2 separate regions of the Mus musculus genome follow, and region 1 is linked to region 2. The links are chromatin contacts, called in public HiChIP or PLAC-seq maps. All regions are on one chromosome and are shown on one strand. Each heading gives the region's core, a stretch centred on a gene start, on an enhancer-like site or on the middle of the called end of the contact. The rest is flanking DNA. Distances are from core to core; before and after follow the strand shown. Region 1 overlaps Tenm2 (teneurin transmembrane protein 2). Region 2 overlaps Tenm2 (teneurin transmembrane protein 2).

What was found. HiChIP or PLAC-seq counts read pairs in DNA pulled down with a chosen protein or histone mark.
Region 1: a contact with region 2 is called in an H3K4me3 HiChIP or PLAC-seq map of craniofacial prominence, with 4 times the contacts expected there. The contact joins two enhancer-like sites. A contact is called at or near these places in 1 of 484 Hi-C or Micro-C datasets (cerebral cortex), 6 of 115 datasets of contacts at active chromatin or transcription factors (craniofacial prominence, embryonic basal ganglia, embryonic forebrain and 3 more) and 1 of 9 other capture datasets (embryonic stem cells).

Annotation. Positions count from the first base shown.
Region 1 is chr11:36,675,520-36,681,490 of GRCm38.p6, reverse strand. The region is part of intron 2 of Tenm2 (teneurin transmembrane protein 2); the gene reads left to right. Among named protein-coding and RNA genes, the nearest start is that of Gm51889, 19 kb to the left of the region's middle. Within about 2 kb of position 3,975, at least 114 of the 459 cell types and tissues checked have an H3K27ac peak or open chromatin away from gene starts, as enhancers often do. A contact at or near this core is called in craniofacial prominence, where this site is marked.
Region 2 is chr11:36,332,024-36,337,341 of GRCm38.p6, reverse strand. All of the region lies in intron 3 of Tenm2 (teneurin transmembrane protein 2), which reads left to right. Among named protein-coding and RNA genes, the nearest start is that of Gm33585, 23 kb to the left of the region's middle. Within about 2 kb of position 3,126, at least 28 of the 459 cell types and tissues checked have an H3K27ac peak or open chromatin away from gene starts, as enhancers often do. A contact at or near this core is called in craniofacial prominence, where this site is marked.

The sequences.
Region 1 (5,971 bases), core at 2,726-5,225, 340 kb before region 2:
GTGCAGTAGATTGGGTTGGGGTGACACTCTAAAGCGAACTGGGGCTGTGTGCAGCTGTGAGGGCTTGCAGATGTGCTGGGCTGGGGGGACAATATCTTCTGTGGCAGTGATAGAAGAACATTTACAGGAATAGTCAGTGTCAAACCACAGAGGTGACTCAATGTGTAGCAAAGAAATCTGCACTTTATTCTCCAGGGAATTGTGAACCTTTGATGATTTTTTTTAAGCCAATACGTAAGATAATGAAATAAAACAGACTTTCAATTGGCCAATCAATAACTATTGGGAACAGATGTCATTCAAAGTGGCATTTTAAGAAGGTTATTCTGGCTTGTGAGGGATGAATTGGAGAAGAAAGAAAACCTCTTCAAATGGTTGTTTTCAATAAGCTGTGTCATGACAGGGGGAGAGGTGTCTCAACTAACAGGGCGATAATAGGAAAGTGCTGGTGTGCCACAGATTAGCTGTTTTATATGTTAGAGCTGATTCAAGGTCACACCTAGAATAATGTCACTCTCCTTCACTGGAATCTGAAGTGCCTTCTTGAGAAGAGAAGGGGATGGTGCTACAATCTGATATAGGAGTTGGCAGGGCCCTAACAATGTCCTCAGGAAGGATACTGCATATCTGTACCATGCTTGTGTCTTCCACAGACAGAGAAGGACTACAGGAAAGAATAGCTGGAACAGAACAGAAATCAGGATGAGGCTGGGGTCTGGAAATGAAGCCTCAAGATCTTTGAAAAATGTGGGAGTGGTGTTTGGTGGGTGCAGGAAATTGAATGATTGCGACAAAGGAAAGAAATGAACCAGGACTGTCTTAGAGATCTTTACATTTGACACTGATGGGGACATTCAGAGAGAAAGCTTGCTTTGAGGGCAGATTCACTGGTCTGGTTGTAGAACTTGTTGGGTTTTTAAGTGCATTATTCAAGTGGAAAGACCCAGAGGGCAGTGTCAATAACTAGATCGTGTAAGGAAGGTCAGAGTGGAAAGAAGTCTTCCTGTGTCATCCATTTGGGAGGCGATTAAATATTATGTTTTCCATTTTTAAAATGTTAAAGGAGTTGAGAGGATTTCCTCACAACGCAGAGGTTGCCATGTCAAAGCATGTGCTGTGTGCTAAGAGCAAACTCCACACACAACACATGCATTCTTTATTCCTAGCGACAGGCCATGAGGCACAGAGACTCATGTTCCTTTTAAGGCAAGAGGTTATCCACAAAGAAGAAAATGATGTGGTCAAGGTCACGTAGCAAGCTGGGGCCAGGAATCTAGTAACATCAACGCCAGAATATAAACTACAGTCTAAGCAGGTACATGTGAAGATATGCTATAGAGAAGTAAGTCATAGAAAGTCACACTCCAATTAGAAATATTAATCTTTGGTAGCCCACCCTCATTCAAGAGACCTTAGAAAAAATATCATATCTAATAAGCTATATTTACCTACCTCCTCCCTGCATATGTGATCAAAATGAGGAACACCACTAATGGCCATTTACGGCTTTAAAACATCTTTTTGCCTTGTCTTGAGTTGATTTCTTTTCATCTTTCATTGTCTGTCATTTGCTCGCCCAGTCTCCCCATGCCACGCCCCCACTTCTGTGACGCTGAAATAGACGCACCCTGGTAGCTGAATCTTTATTTCTATTGTCAGAAAATTGTTCAGTCCACATATTCCCTCACCTAAAGTTAATTTTACCTCTAGACCCTGTATCAATAATGTCACTCTGAGGCTGCTGCTTTCAATGTGCTCTGAAAAAATTCTGTGGAGAGTTTGGAATTCAACCCTTTCAGAAAGCAGGAGCCTTACAGCTTCTCTTCCACTCTGAGTCCTCTGTCCTCTGGCCAGCAGCTTTCTGTTCAGCCACTGTGTGTTCTCCACTCCTTTTACCGCCTTAATAATCAGTAGAGTTACATCTGAGCGTATCCAAGATGGGGGTACTTCTTTATTTGGGTCCAAGCAAAACACATATCCTTCTATTGGCAGAGCATGAAAAGAGTTATGCTCTGGCATAACAAGATTAAGCAAGCCCACTTTGAATACCACATTGTGACTGGGGCAGGCAAAAGTGTCTTATTCTTTTTGCACCAATTCAAATTCTACATCTGGCTCACATAGGAATTCCAAACTACAAGATGCTGAGGGTCCTCGGGCAGACTCTTAGACTATGACGTGGTAGAAATTCAAAGAAGGACTATTGAGTTATCTCGTTATTGTTGTTTAGGTTTTGTTTTGTTTTTCCTGAATTGGTAAGTGTTCTAAGTCTGGTGCATGGATTTGACCTTCTGATCTTACAGAAACATGATTTTGAGGAGATGGTCCATCGAAAGGTTGGGCGTCTCCTCTTCCTGCGAGCTCACGACTGTGTTGGCTCAGGTTACCATGGAAAAACAGGCAGTTATCTCACCAATAACTAACTTCTACCAAATACTTGACCTTGGAATCAGCAATTTACATCCTTATAAAAGAGGTCACTGAGGGAATTTAACTGTGTAATCCTGGCCCCCGTGTGGCTAGAGGACAGTGGAAATAGAACAAAGCTCATGAGGCAGCCCTGGAAGTGATTTGAATGGGCAAATCATTTCTTTGCCACTTTGTTTTTTTTTTTTTTTTTTAAAAAATGGAGCCTCCTTTTAAAATAGTCGAGGAAGGTAGGAAGATGCAGTGTAAGTCCATGGCAAATAGTGCCTCAAAAACTCTGCCCCAGGACTCCAGAAAGCCACCAGTCATCACATTTGGAGGGAAACCAGGGAGAATTTAGGTGTGTGCGTTACAAAAAGCTTCTTCCCTAAGACCTTTCCTTCAAACACTATGTCTCCCTTTTATTGTGCCTTTCTTTCTAAAAAACTAAGGGAGAAAAATCACCTTTTAAACTTGAGCCAAGAAACACTATTTTTGCAAGTGCTAATATTTTAGGGTGGGTTCCTCTTTTTTTTTTTTTTTTTTAAGACAATTATCAAGACGAAGCATTTGTTTCTTCTTTTGTTTACCCGTGGCAGTTTGTCAGCAGTTATGGTAAGTAGACTTCCATCTGCCAGTAAAACTACATTGCAAATTGCCGTAGAAATTAGCAGCTTTCATTTTTGCCTACATAAATAAATATGCGAAATAAATTGCACACAAATGCATCCTTTAAAAAAAAAATCACAGGTACACACCGCACAGTTAAATGCCAATCAGACAAAACCAGAGACACACTGCGATTATCTCAGTTTTCAAACCTGGAAGATACACGGATGTGTTTCTAAATGAGAGAGGCCGCGGATCATGCTCGCTGAGATAAAAACAGAAGCTGCCAGACACCGCACTGTGGCTTTATTCTCAGAGTCCCCTGCCTGAAACCCCGCTCTATCTTTTCTCCGTGTGTGTATGTGCTCTCTCTCTCTCTCTCTCTCTCTCTCTCTCTCTCTCTCTCTCTCTCTCTCTCTCTCTCTCTCTCTCTCTCCTGTCTCTCCCTCTGCTCTCCCTCTCTCTCCCTCCCTCTCCCTCCATCTCTCCCTCTCCTCGCTGTCTTCCCTTGCTCATTGTTCTCTCTCCCCCTGCCTTTGATGCACATACGTTGTCACATTCCATCGACTCCTCTCTTCTCTGTTCTTACACTCAAGCCTGGCGGTGCTTTCGCCAGGCAGCAAGCAGCAGCGTCTCCTGCGAGTTTTAGTCATGTGTGCAGCTCAGCTTGATCGAGCGTTCCTTTTCTGCCTTTTCACTCTTACAAAAGATTAAAAGGTGGCGTCACATTGCTCCCCTGTTCCTTCCTGCAGGAGGGACTTAAAAGGGACAACAAAAACTAATCACTCTCAATAAGTATTTTTCTTGCTGGCAAAAAAATAAATAATAATAAAGAAAGGAAAGGAAAGAAAAAAGAAAAAAATAAATAGAAAGGAAAGAAGGCAGAGAAGGGGAAAGGCGAGGGGGTGGACTTAGCGGTGGTGTAATTTGAGCCCGTGGTGAGGATTGGAGCGAGCTAGCGATGCTGCACACTGCTAACAAGGGAAGGAAGCCTTCAGCTGAGGCAGGTAAGAGCGCCGAGCCGATCGGAGGGTTTGACCGAGTGGCTTAGTTAAATTTCTGTTTTCACCGGTTTTATAATTGAGAAAGGCATCTGCAGCAGAAGCCGATTTTTCAGTCGGCTTCCTTTTGTTTAACATAGAAAGTACCTGTATTAATTTTGATGAATTAGAGCATGCAGCAAATTCAATTGAAAATAGATTTGTATAGTAAATGCATTTATATGGAATGATTTTTTTCCTCCCTTTTATTTAAGGGGAGAGATGAGAAATATGATTTTGATCAGAATAGCACTTTGCATTACGTTAAATTCTAAACAGCTAAGGGAAGGGGGAAACATAATTCAATTGATACTGTTTTTGAACTCCAGGACTTAAGCCCTGGGAAGACAGATGGTATTTGAAATTTTTTCCTCTTTCTGAACTTCTGATGCGTTATAATAATTTCTCACCGGAGGTATCGGCAAAGGGCAGAGTTTATTTAAGTCTGGCTGCTTGGGTGTGTTTGGCTTGGCTCTTGTGGGTGAGGCGCATCTCGAATCTCCTGAACCTGAGGCAGGTTGACGGTTTCTAAATGGAGACTAAGTGTTGTCCCAAATGAAATATGAACTTAAAACATCAGGTGAGGGCACGCCTTAGAGAGGCATCCAGTAAATAATTAGGAGAACCGAGTTATGACAGTTTGGAGGGGGAGTTAACTCTGGAAGTGCTGTTGGATAAAGCTTTCTGGATTCGAGACCCCCTTAATGGCAGAGGGGGCTAATTAGAGACTCAAGTGGGAACTTTGATTTAAGCCCCCAAATCTAGGATACCTGTAGTGCTCTTCTAGAGGTAGCTTTAGGTGGACATTCCTTTTGTGCGCTATGAATGGGAACTCTGGATTGTATCTGGTGGCATTTCTCCTTTGACAAGCTCGGGGATGACGCTTTAAAGGGCTCGTATCTATTTTCACGGTGAACAAACAGAGACTATGCTCTATCCTTGAATCATCTCTCAGCACAGGGTGTTTGTGGCCGCAGATGTTGTTTTTAAAGTTTGGGCTATTTGCTGTTAATCTCACTTTTGGTGGATTTTGTTTTCATTGCCTCTGCTGTTAAAAAAAAAAAAAAAATGAAATTGTGACCGGCATGAATGAACTGATATTTGAGAATGGAGAAATATAATACAAATAAGCCAACTTTTGAAATTAAGCGTGACCAGAAATCTGAGTCCTATCCAGGTTTTTGACAAGCGTTACCCGACGTATTTAAGTTGGTTTTTAAATTACCTTGGTGGGCATAGGGGAAGTTCCTTACAAGTGTGCTGTTTGATTAAAGAGAATGCTTCCTGGGAAGGGAATATGGAAAGGTGATGGCCGTGCCTCTAGGCTTGGCCCTAGGAAAAACTGCCCTTCTATGGCTCTGTGGAGTTCAGTGAGCACAGAAAGATAGTATTTCACACATTTGTGTCGTGATAGAATGTTTTCTTGCTTAGTTTCCAAACTGGACTGGCTGTTTAACACCTCTATCTGGAGTATCTTGTGTTGCCAGACCCACCTAATGGCATCTTGTACATGCAGCTCATGGATTCAGCCTTGAGAGGGCATGGGGACAGGCTCGGTACTGGGCAAGGAGGAACAAGTGGAAAGTGGCTCTGGTCAGACAACGTCTGGACAACATCCAGAGTTTATCCCGGGTAGGAGTTTCCTGGGAAGGTCCCGGTACAGGTGCAGGCAAACGGAATTATTTTCTGTGGATTGAAGAGAGAGAGAGAGAGATGGGATCCAGGAAAAGCCATACAGCCATGGGATGCTGGGTAGATGTGTTGGTAGACACTGGCAAATTTAAAAAATAGCCTCACAGGTAGTTTTCCTCCTCTTCAACTTAAGAAACTTGACAGAATCATAAAGTGGCTTTCTTCAGAATTCTTTCTCTGTGCTGCCTTCTTGAATGAACTCTTTTCTGATTCTTGGTACACCT
Region 2 (5,318 bases), core at 1,877-4,376:
TTATGCAGACGCTCTTTTTATCCTTTTCTCGACAGGATGTTGGCACCACACTTGAAATTGGGGGAAATGCCACATGTTCCCATTTCTCAACTTCCTCACTGCCAACTTCGAGTTGAGACTATCCTCAAGATTTTGAATATCTTCGGCATTGACTTCCTACCACTGTGCAGTGTAGAAATGAAGACAATAGAAGTCTCAAACTGAGACAGACCGCACCTTGCAATTCTCACTTTCTTTGTTGGTGTTTCTATAGGCAGGAATAAGAGAGGGGTTGCTTCTTCCTCTCCAGTGCAGTCTGGCCATCCCACCCCCTTCAAGAATTCCTGGGATTTCTACCCAGCCATGATGCCTGGCCATTGCAATAAGGGCTCCACCATTGACCAGCTATTGGAACCTAGGTCAAGTTGTTTGATTTGTATTGCCTCTTTTTCTACATCGGTAAAATGGAGATAAAAGCAGAATCTAATGCCAAAGGTTGTTGCCAGGATTTAACGAGATTAAGAATGTTAGGGGCTCAGGACAGTGCTTGCAACTAGTCAGCAGGCAATAAATGCTAGCTTCAAACTGCTGGTGTGACCGATCTGGTTGTTGTTAGTATAAATGAGACAGTTGTCTGTGAGCCTATGTTGAAGGATTAGAAGGATGGGAAGGGAAACAGAGTAAAGCCTATATGAGACTGGAGTCTGTCGTTCCCTTCTGTACTGTATGGTCCGGGAAGACCCTTCTCTCTAGTGCCATCTCCTGTAGTTTTGTCTTATGATTCCTGCAGCTACTTGTTTCAAGTTAGTTGCTTATAACAACACAAAAGTCCCATATTATAGCCCAAAGTCAAAAGTATGAAATGCCTTCACTTAAGCCAAACGCAAAGTGGAGTTGTGCTCAGCCAAGAAGTCTCTAGGTCGAATATTTACTTGCCTTCCCCCTCCCGCCCCTGCTATCCCCTATCTTCTAGAGGTCAGCTGTCTCCATTGCATCATAGTCTCTGCCTTCTAAAGTCCACAGTGTCAGGCTGAGTCTTTTGCATTTTCCCCCTCATTTTCTGTTATTTACCCTCTCTTCCATCTTTAGGAATCCATCTGATTACAGTGGACCCACATAGACATCCAAAGCAATCTCATCTCCAAGTCAACTGATTAGCAAACTTTCTTATACCTTCAGCCTTCATCCTGCCTTACCACTTACATTAATCTTCTAGCTCTCTGGTAGCAAAATATCACAAAGCACATAGCTTGTGAAGATGTATCCAGATGACGGCATCTATAGAATCCTGTTCTCTGAAATCTACAGCTTCCTAACTTCTGGTAGTTGATCAGCAATTCAGCATTTCTGCATTGCTACTGACTTCTCTGATTTCTGTCAAGAGATTCCCCTCCATAGTCACATAATATTCTCCTGTGACGCTCTGTGTCTTTACAAGGCTCTCCTCCTATAAGGACAGCAGTCCTAGTAGATTAGGAGCTCACGAAGCTTAAGCATAACCTCATCATAGTCCTGTATATCTACAATAACACCATTTCCAAATAAGGCCACATTCTAAATAATTGGAAGTTAAGGACTCAAGTTATTTCTGGGGCTAGTAGAGAATACACAACACAATCCATAGTGTTGTGTAAGTTTATATCGTTGAAGGAGCTGGGGGGTCAGGACATGGACATCTTTACTGTAGCATCATTGTGTCTACCTCCTTCCCTTCAAACCACCCTCATTCCTGATTGGGTAAGATAATAACAGCATAAAGAGAGAAAGGGCAGTAGATAGATTTCTATTTGCCTTTATCCCTAAGGTCCCCACATCACACATGAAGCATAACACATCTAGGCATAGTGTTTAGCGGAGTTTTAGTCCATAGCAATGGGAAAGGGAGTTTGAGAGACAGTAGAAAAAGGAAGAAATTGAATCCCTGACAACATATGGTCAAATTTCATCTCAAGTAAGCTTTCATTTAAGGTGTCTGAATCCGTTCTTGGAAGTGTCTTTTCCCCTCCTGTTGAATGTGCTCACTCCATATTGAATTGCTTTTCTCTTCTCCACCCCCACTTCCCACCAGCTCCCTTCAGCTGGCATCGGACTCTGATTCTGCTGGTATTGAAGTGTGACTGGGTCTCACTTTCCCAGCAAAATCCTTTGTTCCCCCGTATCGATCCACTAATTATCTACCTAATCCCCCCTCTGCATCCTTCCCCTTACAAAAGAAACAACAAGAGAAATTAAAGGCACAGACTGAAAGAGCAAAACACCTTCAACCTTCATAGCATCCCTGGGAGAAAGTATAACTGCGTACTAACAAGGAAGATGATCTGGTATCCATTTCTTTTCCCCGTGGGACTATGTACTTGGAATCCATTTCACTAAAATATTGCATTTTTTTTTATCTTGAGGGCACCCATTGTTACAAAATGGACCTTATCATCAACCATTCTTGTCCTGCATGCAAGTCACCTGGAATAGATAAGGAAGATGGGTTCATATTATTACAGATGTGCTCTTGGCTTTTTGTGTCTCCATTTTGCCTGGCTGACCTTAATGAGTTGGCCTCCTGGGTCTCAGTTTTCTTATCTATAAAATGAATATTTTTTAAATGTGGGATTTGCACATTGATGGTTAGAATTTAAGAAGTGGGCCATGTATCTCAAATACTTGCTACACTTTCTGTTACCCAGCATCAGTGTGTCACACAGCATCACTGTCAGCCAGTGGTCCCTATTTTGGTTACTACATAGCTTGCTTTATTGGATCTGCCACAGGAAGCAAGGCATCCTTACTGTCCTTTATGTCTGGTCTTGGAACCAGCTCAGACTCAGCAGAGAGGCATGCTCCTCTGAGAGTTTGTTTTGGACATGATTGTACTACGTTTTTGTTCAGCAAGTCAGAGCCAACGGACTTGGCTGGTGAAAAATTTAAATCAGATCGGTGAGAGTCAGCAATCTTCCTCTCCCCCACTGTTCGGCTCTGCACCTCTGCCACCAGGTCAGGGAAATCGGCAGTCCTGGGGAGCAACTACAAAGCTGTTTCCAGAGCCAATTTCCTGCTGAACTGTGTGTTACACTCTTAGCAACATTCCAAAAATTATACTCACTTCAAAGGCAGCTTTGATCTGGCCCCCTCCCTCCCTTCTCCCCAGCCTTTGCAGAGGAGCGTGTCTCCAGGACTAGAGTTCACCTTGAAAGGCTGAGATGCCTCTGAGCAGAGCTCTGCTCTTCCTGAGAGGGAGGGAGGCACCGAACTGGAGGAGAAAAAAAAGGAAAAAGAAAGGAAAGTCTGTGGGAGGCCTCACTTATTCTCAGTAGCCCACTGCCCTTCACTTGGCAGCTCCACGCCTTCTAGCCTTCTCGGGGTGAGCAAACCCACCAGTCTGGGTTCACCATCCACTGAGCAGCAACAGTAGCTGCAGATTCCAGCATTTTCTATCTTTCCTAGTTGGGTGTTGTCTTTTAATCCGGGAGCGGTAGCGGGTTTCTTGAATAAGGCTATATTTGGAGCTCGATAACTCTCACACTGGATGAGATGGGAAGAGGGGGACAGGGACCCCCTGGTGTTAAGGCTGAGAGAGCCAACTGTACCTGATGATATTCTAGAGGGAGGGGGAGAAGCATGCAGGAGAACTTCTACACTACAGTTTGGAACCTGAGGTGAAGCAAAATCCCTGGCCACCAGACAAGTTACCTAAGAAGTAAAAACATTTGTAAATCCCAAAGGATTACAGCCTAAAGGAAAACTCTAAGATGCCAAAAAAACAAAAACAAAAACAAAACCAGGAAAGGGGTGATTGCATCAATGACAGAAGACTACCACACTCTCTGGGAGTTGTAGACCTACAAGGACAACTTGATTTATGAATTGAAATTGTTAGGTTGTCTCTAGGCAAGGGACTACATAATAAGTTATGAAGTCCTTGCCTCAGACATGAGAGGAACTAGGGAAAAGAACATGAGCTGATACAAGGTGTGGCCATGGAAATCATACCTCACCTGTCTGAATTTTAGGATCCCTTCCCAGAAAATGGGGGCTTTTGCAGTAAGGGTAACCACCAAAAACCCATTGAAAGCATTGAAATGACTCCACTCTGATCCTACAAGTTCAGAGACCATTTGAAGTGATCAGTGGCCAAAGAAGCCATTGCTTCTGAGCACCTAATTCTATTCTGTCTCCCTATGCCTAGCACTTGGTCTTGTGTTTAATGCAACATAACTGGATATGTGTAAGCACTGACTAAACCGCGTTCACTTTAAGAATCAATAGTATTTTAGGTTAGGCATAGTGACACATAGCTATGTGTGACCCCAGCACATAGGAGGCTTAGATGGGGGGATCTTGAGTTTGAGACCAATCTAGGCTACATGAAAAAGGCCTACATGTCAACACACTTAGGACAAATTCTCTAAGGAAACCCTTATAAAGTGAAAAATAGTTTTACAACCACCCCACTGTTATTCTATTAGCATCATTGCTGTTACTAGTTTTATAATTATTATTTCTGATATAGACCCACAATGACAAGCTACATTTACTGACCCACAACATGTAATATAGTTATCTAGCACAAACTTAGTGCTCAGAGAAGGTTAAACACTAGTGGAATGACACATTGCCTGCCTCTCAACACTTTAGTTTCTATATGCATTTTTGGCATCACATCTAGGAGATAAAGATGGGTTTATTTATATTTCTCTGTTTTACGAAAGCCTCACAGTTATGTTAAGGGAATAAAAGCAATTACCACTGGTTCTTAGAAAGAGACCCTGAGATGTGCGCTGAGCAATCAACGGAGCACTTTATGAATGTGGCTGGCTCCCCAGGACCCTCTGCATCATGCTGACCATCCTGGTAATTAATAACCACCCTGACGCTTGACGTCCATCAGGAATGGGATGCTGCCCTAGACTGAGAGGACAGCGGGACGTGTTACCACCTGCACACCTCCCCGTAAGCTCCGCTCACTGCATTAGCAAGTGGCAGCTATTATATTAGACAGAGCCACAGCTGAGCCCGCGGTTTGATTTTTGTCACCATAAAGTCAGGAGTAGAACTGACGGCAGAGTAATTAGGAATGAATTCTCAGATCTTGACTTATCAAGCACACTGCCAGGGAAAGGTGGCAGAAGCCATGTGGCGGTGTTTTGGAAGCTCGGGCGGTGACCTTGCAGGCTGACCTTACTCTTAATCTATCAAAGAGACCAATAAGCATTGAGCTGACAACCAAAGCAGTTTGGGGAATTTTTTTTTTCTTGGTAGCCTTTAGGCACTCAGAAGAGAAAGGAGCAAAAACATGAAGGCAATATGGGGAGCAAAGTTACCACAGGAACAAAATGTTCTTCTGA